Regions from separate parts of the Mus musculus genome. Here region 2 is linked to region 1. Evidence: chromatin contacts called from public promoter capture Hi-C data. All regions are on one chromosome and are shown on one strand. The core of a region is the stretch at or near the end of the contact, and the rest is flanking DNA. Distances in the headings are between cores, read along the strand shown. Region 1 overlaps Lrba (LPS-responsive beige-like anchor). Region 2 holds the start of Insrr (insulin receptor-related receptor).

Region 1 (4,723 bases), core at 956-3,455:
TGAATTTTTATTGGAATAATCAAATCTCCACAGGGCTTATCAAAGAGACAAATCAGACTGCTACTGAAAACAATAGATGCACTATAGACAGAACAGCTTAAAGTACATTAGAGCTAGCCCTAAAATAAGCTGAACATAATTATATAATACATATATACTTAGAGATAGATTAAGAAAGAATTTGAAAATCTACAATTTCTCATTGGACAAATCCTGTTTTGTTTTGTTTTGTTTTGTTTTTTAAAAAACAAACAAACAGCCAAAGAGAAGAGTGGCATGTGTAATTCTGAATTAATATAGTGCCTATAAACAAGGTGCACCTATTCAGGTAATCAATGGATGAATAAGTGTTTCAAAATTCAGATGAATTGACATTTCCATCGATTGTTTGAAGTGCGATGGTCCTTAATCTCACATCAATCTTAATGTGTGCCAGGAGGACAATGGAAGGGATGCTCTGCAGAGATCAGAGCAGGTTTTGCCCTCTATTCCCAATGTACAAATGCATTGTGTTTGCAGATGGGGAGCAGAGGCGTCAGAACAGCCATGATTTCCCAGAGCTCATCCCTGTAAATGGATGGAATAAGCAGCTATGTGTTCTTTTGCTGTCTCCTTTTGCCCTCTGTACATTAGCATGTAATCCTGAGAAGAAATAACATTTTTTCAATCATTCTCAGACATTCAATTACAGGGTAAGCAGACAGCTGCAGAAGCTGGGGCAGCCTAGGTTCTGCAGAAGACCCCTGACAATTTCCACTTCATTTCTAACCCGCACCACTTTATTAGTGTGGATTACTTCTTAATCCCATTGCCATTGTCAAGATTATATAATTAAACTCCCTTTCACCTCTATTACCGTGAGAACATATCGTTAGTCATAAGAATAGGGGTAAAGTAAAAAAAAAAAGGAGATGGATAAGGAGATGTGAAGGAAAATACCAGAACAACAGCATCCTCCTTAACCCCCATTCCCACTACAGACCCCTTAACAAACGCACTCCAATTAATTTTATTCTACGTTGAGAGGTTTATGGTCATCAAACAGGGTAATCAGCCTCCAGCTTTGTTTTCATTTTTCATAGCAGCACAAGGTTGGAGGTATATTGCCAAATAAAAGCTTTCAAATGACTATTCTCTTAAATTCATTGCAATAAAAACTATGTAATTTTCACATATAGAAACTATGTGCGTTTTCATATTTTCCTCATGAAACAACAACAACAACAACAACAACAATAATAATAATAGCAATAATAAAAAAAATCACAGACATTAAAGTTAAAAAGTCATCTATGGATAAAAGTTCAGGCTAAACAAGTGAATTTTTTTTTCCAAAAGAAAAATAAAACTGAGAATCTCCTAAATATAAATCAAAAGTCCTATACTATGAAAAATGTGTGACTCCCAAGGAATTTCTGAGGCTCAGTTTTTGAGTGACTTACATGTATATTCAGTATTTCCCTAAAAGTCTATGTTTAAAGCAAACTGCCTCCAAGCTTTGTTTACAAACAATGGGCAGAATTTCACTTATAAACCTCATTTTATAGAGTATGGCAACTTCCAAAGGCTGCATGAAGCAATTCTGTTGTAGCTGCTTTTAATATTTTTTGTTTCAATGGAAATTATATATAAAAGAAAAAGATCAGGAAGATCAGAGGGCTGAGAAGAAGAAAAAACAAGAGCAATTATAGAAGATGAAGGGAGAAACATTGGGAAGAACAAAACCAATTTCTAGTTAATATAATTGTGGATGTAGGCTTGGTAGTCCCAGTGGTCACAGCTGAAAAAGTAAGTAATTAGATGCTCATTGTCCCAGAGCCAGCTGAAATATCTGCGCAGCCACTGAATTACCGGCAAGATTCTCTAAATCTTTCTCATCCACGGATGACAGAGTATCGTCGTCGCCTTCCAGGAGGGCCTCGTTTTCAGAGTTCTGATTTCCTAAAGCCTGACTCTTGATGGACTGTTTTCCTTTAGCAAGGATGTCTTCATCTGCAGCTGAAATGAAAAGGAAACAAAGCTGTCCATCAGCCCTGAAGAAACACTCTGGCAGAGGGGTAGGGCTGCAGAAAGGGTAGGTAGCCAGAGATGGCCAATCTTTTATACAGTTACCCACACTGGGTAAAGTGACCGGGATGGCACACACGCTCCTTCTGACAAACTCGATTCCCCAAGCTAGTGTAATGTTACCCTGAACAAGCACCCTAATCCCATTAAATCTGACCCTTGCACTGCTCACCCTGCCATTTATTTACTTATAGTTAGGGCAGGAAAGGATCCCAAAGCAGCGCCCCTCCCCCACAATTTGTTCCCTTAGTGGGAAAAAGCAGAACCTAGTCTAGGAAACAATGCTTATTTAACATGGAAAAATAGTGAGTAGCAATTCATTTCACTGAATATATTACACTGGCGTGTATTTGGAAAGGGTCAGGGAGTGTCCAGAAGAGTGGTCAAGGCTTGGGGACGAACACCAGCCAATGAGGATGAAGGCCCAAACCTCAAAGCCCTCTGGGATACTAATAAAAGTTCCAGCAGCAGCATTCTGTTGTTCATTCCCACTCCTCCTGCCCAGGGCCCTCTCCCACATTTTTACACATCCTCCCCTGCCCGCAACACTAACACAAATATTGAGAGGGGGGTATTGTAGCAAGGAAGCAGAGGCTCCTCACTCCCCCCTCTGCTGTTTAAACTAAAGGGCTAAGACACCCCGGGGGCAATCATAACAGAACAGTAGGCAGAGAGGCTTCTGGGCAAAGAGCCTCCTGTGGCCTCAGGACTAGGCAGCAAGGCCAGGGAAGGAGGAGCAATGGAACCAAAGAAATGAGTCAGCCTGCAGCTGGAAGGCGGAACACCCGAACCCCACATTGCTCTCCAGCGCCACTCTGGTGCAGTTTTCTCAGGGGGGTGGGGGGTGGGGGAGATCGGGGAGACAAGCAGCTAGGGCTTGTTTGTAAAGCTCAAGAAATGATGTTTCTTTCCTAACCTTCAATTTCTTTGAAGGTTGACACAGAAGGGAAAATTCAGGAAGGGGTTTCTAGCAAGGGAAAACCCGGGAGGTGAAGCACCTGATCCACCCAGGCTAGAGCTATTGATGTGGAAATTCGATGGTTAGGCTTTTTGCCCCACCATTTCAGCCCAGATATAAGGCTCAAACCCAAAGGAGAATAAAGCCTGGGTTTAGAGCAGCGGTTTGCAACCTCTTGGGGTCGCATATCAGATATTCTGCATATCAGATATTTATATTACGATTCATAAAGGTATCAAAATTACAGTTATGAAGCAGCAACAAAATAATTTTATGGTTAATCACCACAACATGAGGAACTGTATTAAAGGGTCGCAGAATTAGGAAGGTTGAGAGTCACTTGCTTGGAGTGGCTGTTTACCTACAGAATTGATTCTAACAAACTGCTCTTGTGTGTTGTTACCTGCTAATCTCAGCAGATCAAAGTATCTTTGGATATGGCTATAGATCAGGGTCATGGTAAAACGTTTATTTGTTATTTTTTAATGGTTTAATCGTGCAATTCATTAACATGCAGTATTTATGGAACTAAATAGAATTTTGGGCTTTTGTATTAAATAAGGAAGTCATGGGAAGTAATTAGCTTTGAGTGCATTCTACAGGTAAGTAAAATTTCAGTTTTTTCACTCTCTAAAAGAACATAGTAAGATGCACAAATGTAGAAACAGTAAGTATTTGAAAAGTTTAATATTAAACATTTAGTATTTAACGTTGAAATTGCTTTATATTTTCCAAACCTAAAGGAAATGTACCAATTAACTATTGGAGCAACATTATGGTTCTTTATCTTTAAATTAAGTGCATATAGATTCCCTACACTACAGTAAAATTTGTCTTAATAACAACATGATCTTTCAAACATAATCAACCTGACTAAATAAACAAAAACAAAAGCCTGACCACTGAGAAGTCTAAAAGGGAAGACTCATCTGAGCTTTCGCTACACATTCGCCAGTTAGGTTTTGTTACTGAACTGGCGCTCTGCATCCCCTTCATTTTCATGATTTATAACTCTCTTCAAAGCAAAAATACTACTAACAAGGATATTACATAGCACTTACCATATGCCACAGAGTGTTCAAATTATTTTACATATTTAACTCATTTAATTCTTAGAAACCGGGTAATTCCTCAATTTCAGATAAGAAAACAGATTCAGAGAGGTTATATCATTTGCCTCAGGTATAAGGAGCCATGATAACTACAGTCAAGATGCAGACCCAGCCATGGTGGTACCAGAGTTTGAGGTCTGTGCTGCACCAGCTCTTAGACAGAAGAGAGCAACAGAAAAGAAAAGCTAGTGTGCAACAATGAATGTTGCTAAATTAAAGATTTATTTAATTCTTTGATTCTCATAGTGAATTTAAAAGACAAAGTAAGAATTACAACTAGTAAAAATAATCATGACCCAAATTTGCCTGATATCAAATACATGAGAGACACAGCATCACGTTGTTATATCCTATAGGATCTTGGCCATATGGATCCCAAGGTACACCAAGTTTATTTGAAAAAGAAAACTGTTTAATCTGCAAACATTTACAATTACAATTACATTTGGTAGCAATGTGCAATGGTTTAAAATAGCTCGGTAAATAAATTCATTCATTTTAAATGGCTACTAAAAATATAATGTGTTATACCTCCCAACTGGGATTTGAAAGTTTTAAATATGTTCTCATCACGCTGACTCATGGT
Region 2 (4,723 bases), core at 833-3,332, 1.3 Mb before region 1:
CTTGACAAGGCTGATTTGGATGGGATGGAGGACAGGAAGACCTGTCTTCCTATACATTCTCTCTGTGGTCCATGCTCGACTGTCGGCTGTTGCACACGTGCGTGTCCACATGCTTGCGCACACACTAGACTAGGCAGGTACATACACAGAAAAAGAAGAGAAGGAAAAACACTTCTGTTCCCTCCATGAAAGCCAATTAGGCTCTTTGAGGCAGGTGGGGGGGTTCCCTCAGGCGCCCACTTCCCATCATGCCTTAGCCTCTCCAGAGCTCCCCTAATGTGAGACATTGGAAAAACAAATCTAAGACCTTTGCAGATTAACCCCTGCCTGTCCTCAGGCCAAGCTCCAGGGAGAGCTTCGCTGGGAAACAACAGCTGGGCTCCTTGACCAAACACTAACTCCCAGGGCATGCTTGCTTTATTTTGACAACTGTGCTCCTGCCTAGCATCTGCTGTGCAGTGTCCTGGCACAGAAGGAACAGGGGTAGGGCGTTCAGGTAGATCACCATGCATTGCAAATCTTCTGGCCTCTTTCATGAGACACCTTACCCCAGTCCATCTGTATTATCCTTACAGGAAAGGGAGCCCTGGCTTGGTCCTGGAAGCCCCCACTTAGAAGAATGTTTTAAGACCCTTCCCGTTCCCAGAGTGTTGAGTTCCCAAACTCTGTATGGAGGACAAAGGCAGATTAAATGATGGCGTTATACACTTACTGTTTCCTCTTCTGTTGCTTCTTCTTTGTCCCACATAGCCCCTGGCAACCCATGAGGGGCTATTTGGTCTGCATTAGTCCCACTCCCACTCCCTAGGTGCCTTTGGTGAGAAGTGTGAATCTGAGGTATATCACTGAGTTACGGAGGAGAGGCAGTCCTCTCTCAGACAGCCCTCCTGCCCACAGTGGGACCCCAGGGTCCCCACCAACACAGATGAAAGCCTGGGGTGCCAGAGCTCAGGACTTGCCCTGGGTCTGCCTCTCCTGTCTCTGAGCCTACAATCCACACAGTAAGTCAAATTGCTTAATGGTGCCTGGTTTTCAGCTTCGATCCCAGCCTGCCTCTTATCAGTCAGTGGCCCTAGAAGCAACCTCCAATTCTCAGTCTCATTTTGGTTTAAACTCAGACTTTACTGGGATCGCGGTTTCACTAACAGCCGTGAGTTGAAGAACATCTGTTCGTTCCATTTCTAACTCCTTAACCTCTTAGGGGAGCTGAGAGAGAAAACTCTTCATATAACAGTTCTAGCTGGCAAAAAGTCCTTCTGAGAGCTGATCCTCGTCTTCCCGTCCCAATAAAGACTAACTAGGAATCAGTTGTGCTGCACACCTTCAACCCCAGCTCTTGAGAGGTGGAGGCAGGTGGATCTCTATGTTCAAGGCCGGCTTGGTCTACAGATAGAGTTTTAGGACAGCCAGGGTAACACAGAGAAACCCTGTCTGGAGACACCAAAACCAACCAACCAAAGACTAAGTTAAGTATAGGTGTTCTGGAGGGAGATGGGGGTTAGACGGACGTTGCTGGGGACTCACCCTCTAGTGTGTCCAGGCCAGATCCCAAGGACAGCAGGCTCATAAGCAAGTGTACTCCCCAGGGCCACAGAGCAGGCACTGCCATGACCTCAGCCCTGGTTGTCTTCCAGGTATCCTCCAGGGAGAAAGGAGGATGCAGACCCAGGTTCCAGTGTGAAGTGGCAGGGGTGGGGACGACGACGACACACAAAGGCAAAGGGATTAGAGATCTCAAATAGAGACCGCGGGAGATAGAAAAGAATTTCGGAACAGAGGAAACAAAGCCTGTGACAAGCAGCTAGAGACAGCCTCAGTGTGGTCCAGAGACAGATACTGGGACAGAGATGCAGATAGGAGTGGAGGAGCCTCAGAGAGGCATCCAGAGGGAGGATGATTCAGAACACAAAGATCCAGACAGTCCAGGCAGTCCTGAGGGGAGGCAGAGTGGAAGCCCCCGGTGAGCCCCGGGAGTGCCCCAAGGGGCGGCAGCGGGGTCCCGAGACACCCGCAGCACTCCACCCCGAGACACTCCGCGGACCTCCTGGACATGCAGACTTCCACTCTCGGTCGACCGGCCGCGGCTGGTGGGGCAGAAAGGCAGGGACCTCGCCCAGCTCCCGCCCTTTCCAGAAACGGATTGGTTTACGCCGCCGCCCGCCGACTTCTCTGTTCTCTCCGCCCCTCCCACCAAGTCAAGGGAAAATATTTAGCCTGTCAACTGAGGGAGGTGGGGGACAGATGTGTTGGGGAAATAAGGTTGGGGGCCAAGAACTGAGCTCTGGAACCCCTCTCTCTGTCTCAGTTTCCCTCTCTCCCCCATCCCCACCCCCCCAACCCGCTCGCTGCAGATCTGGAGGGAGCGGCTGGGCTCCCTGGCTTGATTTGCAGGGGAGTTCTGGAGTCCAACAGGTGTTTTGACATCTGCGGGGTAACTTCCCGCAGCCTGGACAGGTCGGACTCCACTGGTGAAACCTGAAGACCTCACCACTTCGACCTCACCACTTCGCCTCTCACAGCCCTTCCCAGCCTCCCGAGGCTACTTTGAACATACTTCCTTGGCGCGGGGTATGTCCCCGTCAAATCCCTTGGTTTTGGCTCAAATCCCTAGGAGACGAGTCGTTCTTCTCTCTGTGAGATTCCTCCTTCATTTGGTTACTTTTTTTTTTTTTGGTTTTTCGAGACAGGGTTCCTTTGTGTAGCCCTGGCTGTCCTGGAAGTAGACCAGGCTGGCCTCGAACTCAGAAATCTGCCTGCCTCTGCCTCCCATGTGCTGGGATTAAAGGCGTGTGCCACCACTGCCTGGCTCCATTTGGTTACTTTTAAGAACTCAGGATGCTTAGTGGGTCTCTATATATGTACTTATTCGGGGCCACTTGGAGGACAATTCATGATGGGATGATCTCTTAAACGCGACACTTATACGTGCAGTCAAGAAGGCCATTGCGCAAGACTTGCCATTTAGTGGCCTGGATGCTGGGCCTGAGACTTCCCAGGTTCACAAATACCGTGAGCCGATGGTTCCCAGCTCCCACGTCCGAAGAACTAAGAGATCTATTAATTTCTCCGCACAGAAATCGATGCTCTTGTCAGGACGGCGATCGATGCCAAGCTTGGTCTGCCTGGCCATGGCTCGGCTCTGGGGCCCCAGATGGATGGTTAGGATTGGGAACTGACCCTAAGACCAGAGGCACAGCTTAGAAAGGCTCAGAACTGCTCTTCTCCGCCCTCGAAGCCCCAGGCCGAGCGCAAACGCCGGGCGCGAGGGCTTCTAGCGCCACCCTGTGGTCTTTTGAGGACCGAGAGGTCTCCACTTTCCAATCTTCCTCCAATTGTGTTCTAAGGACTCTTCTCTCCCACTATTTTTCTCCCCAGGTTCTGCATCCAGCCATGCTGAGGCCCTCTCCCTTTCCTTACTAGGGTCTGGAGAGCGTTCACCTAACTTATTCCAAGTGACATGCACACCCTCTTAAGTAAAGTGCACCGTGAGGCTGGCTGGGATGACCTGGACTTCAACCCTTCCCTTGCTCAATTTCTCCACTTCCCCGCAAATCTGAAAATGCAGCTGTTTTACTGTGAGAAATAAGGTATCAGCTTCCTAGCTCCCCCAGCCTCAGAAGACACTTGTGAGGCAATCTATGGCAGCCCCCCGCCCCAGGTCTCCTGCAGCCGCGAGGGACATTAGGAAGGCGAGCTGGCATTAGGGCCTCAAAAGGGGAGGGGGCACTGGGGGCATTGGCAGGCGGGGCGGGGCGGGGCCGTGGGTGCCGCCCTCTCCTGGTGGCTAGTCTTTAACACCGCCCCGCGCACGTGTCGCGCGAGGCCGGGCGGCGGCAGCTAGGAGCGCACGGACGGCTGCGCGGCCCGAGCAAGGCGGGCGCCGCCGCGATGCTGCGAGGCCAGCGGCTCGGGCAGCTGGGCTGGCATCGCCCGGCCGCGGGGCTAGGCAGTCTGATGACTTCGTTGATGCTGGCCTGTGCCTCCGCCGCATCCTGTCGCGAGGTCTGCTGTCCCGTGGGCCCCTCGGGGCTGCGCTGCACCAGGGCAGGGTCCCTGGATACCCTCCGCGGCCTGCGGGGCGCCGGGAACCTGACGGAGCTGTGAGTGTGTGTCGTTCGGGGGAGGGGTGCGGGGTCAGGAGGGCACAGCCCTTCCCCGAGGGCGCGCACTCATTCACCTCTGGCTTGAGGGGTCAGGCTTGGCTGCTGTAGGAGACTGGCACGTGTAGCCTTTGGCTGTGCTGCGGCGGCTTCTCCCGCTGCCACCACCCTGGCAGAGCCGCGCAGTCACTGTCTGGATGTCGCTCAGGATTAAGGGTAGCTAACTGTGGTGCTGGTTTGGGGTAGAGCAAGACCGAAACTAGGTGGATTAGGCATTGGTCCAGCGATCTAGGATAAGAACCTTTTTGTGGGGTTCAATCAAGAGCCCAAGTTCCTAAGCCCATGGAGGAGTGGTTAGCTGTGCAGAATTTGGCAGTGTGGCACCTTTGCTATCTTCTTTTACTTAGGGGGAAGCCAGCCCCCAACCTCTTCCTTGTCATGCAGGGAATCCAGCTCTTCTCTGGATTTGTGATTGAGCTGGAGTTGGTGGGAGATGGTGAGGAACCAGCTTGGTGTCTGAGCTCTTTTTTCCTTTCCACTGACCACAAGTCTCCTTGATTTGGATGCGGGAAGCAGGGAACGAAACCCCTTTGCTTCTCTCTCTGCTCACCCATCTCTCCTTT

Evidence for each region. Promoter capture Hi-C pulls out the DNA fragments that hold promoters and counts their contacts.
Region 2: a contact with region 1 is called in a promoter capture Hi-C map of liver, with 4 times the contacts expected there. The contact joins the promoter of Insrr here to the enhancer-like site in region 1. A contact is called at or near these places in 5 of 39 promoter capture datasets (cranial neural crest, hippocampal neurons, liver and 1 more).

Annotation. Positions count from the first base shown.
Region 1 is chr3:86,537,178-86,541,900 of GRCm38.p6, reverse strand. It overlaps Lrba (LPS-responsive beige-like anchor), which reads right to left. Exons shown (of 57, transcript NM_030695.2): 39 at 1,852-1,998. All of the region lies in intron 3 of Gm31677 (a long non-coding RNA gene), which reads left to right. Among named protein-coding and RNA genes, the nearest start is that of Mab21l2, 8.7 kb to the left of the region's middle. Within about 2 kb of position 2,205, at least 80 of the 459 cell types and tissues checked have an H3K27ac peak or open chromatin away from gene starts, as enhancers often do. A contact at or near this core is called in liver, where this site is marked.
Region 2 is chr3:87,794,310-87,799,032 of GRCm38.p6, reverse strand. It overlaps Insrr (insulin receptor-related receptor), which reads right to left and starts at 2,082. Exons shown (of 22, transcript NM_011832.2): 1 at 1,525-2,082. The coding sequence starts at 1,609. Ntrk1 (neurotrophic tyrosine kinase, receptor, type 1) reads left to right here and starts at 3,871. Exons shown (of 17, transcript NM_001033124.1): 1 at 3,871-4,100. The coding sequence starts at 3,889.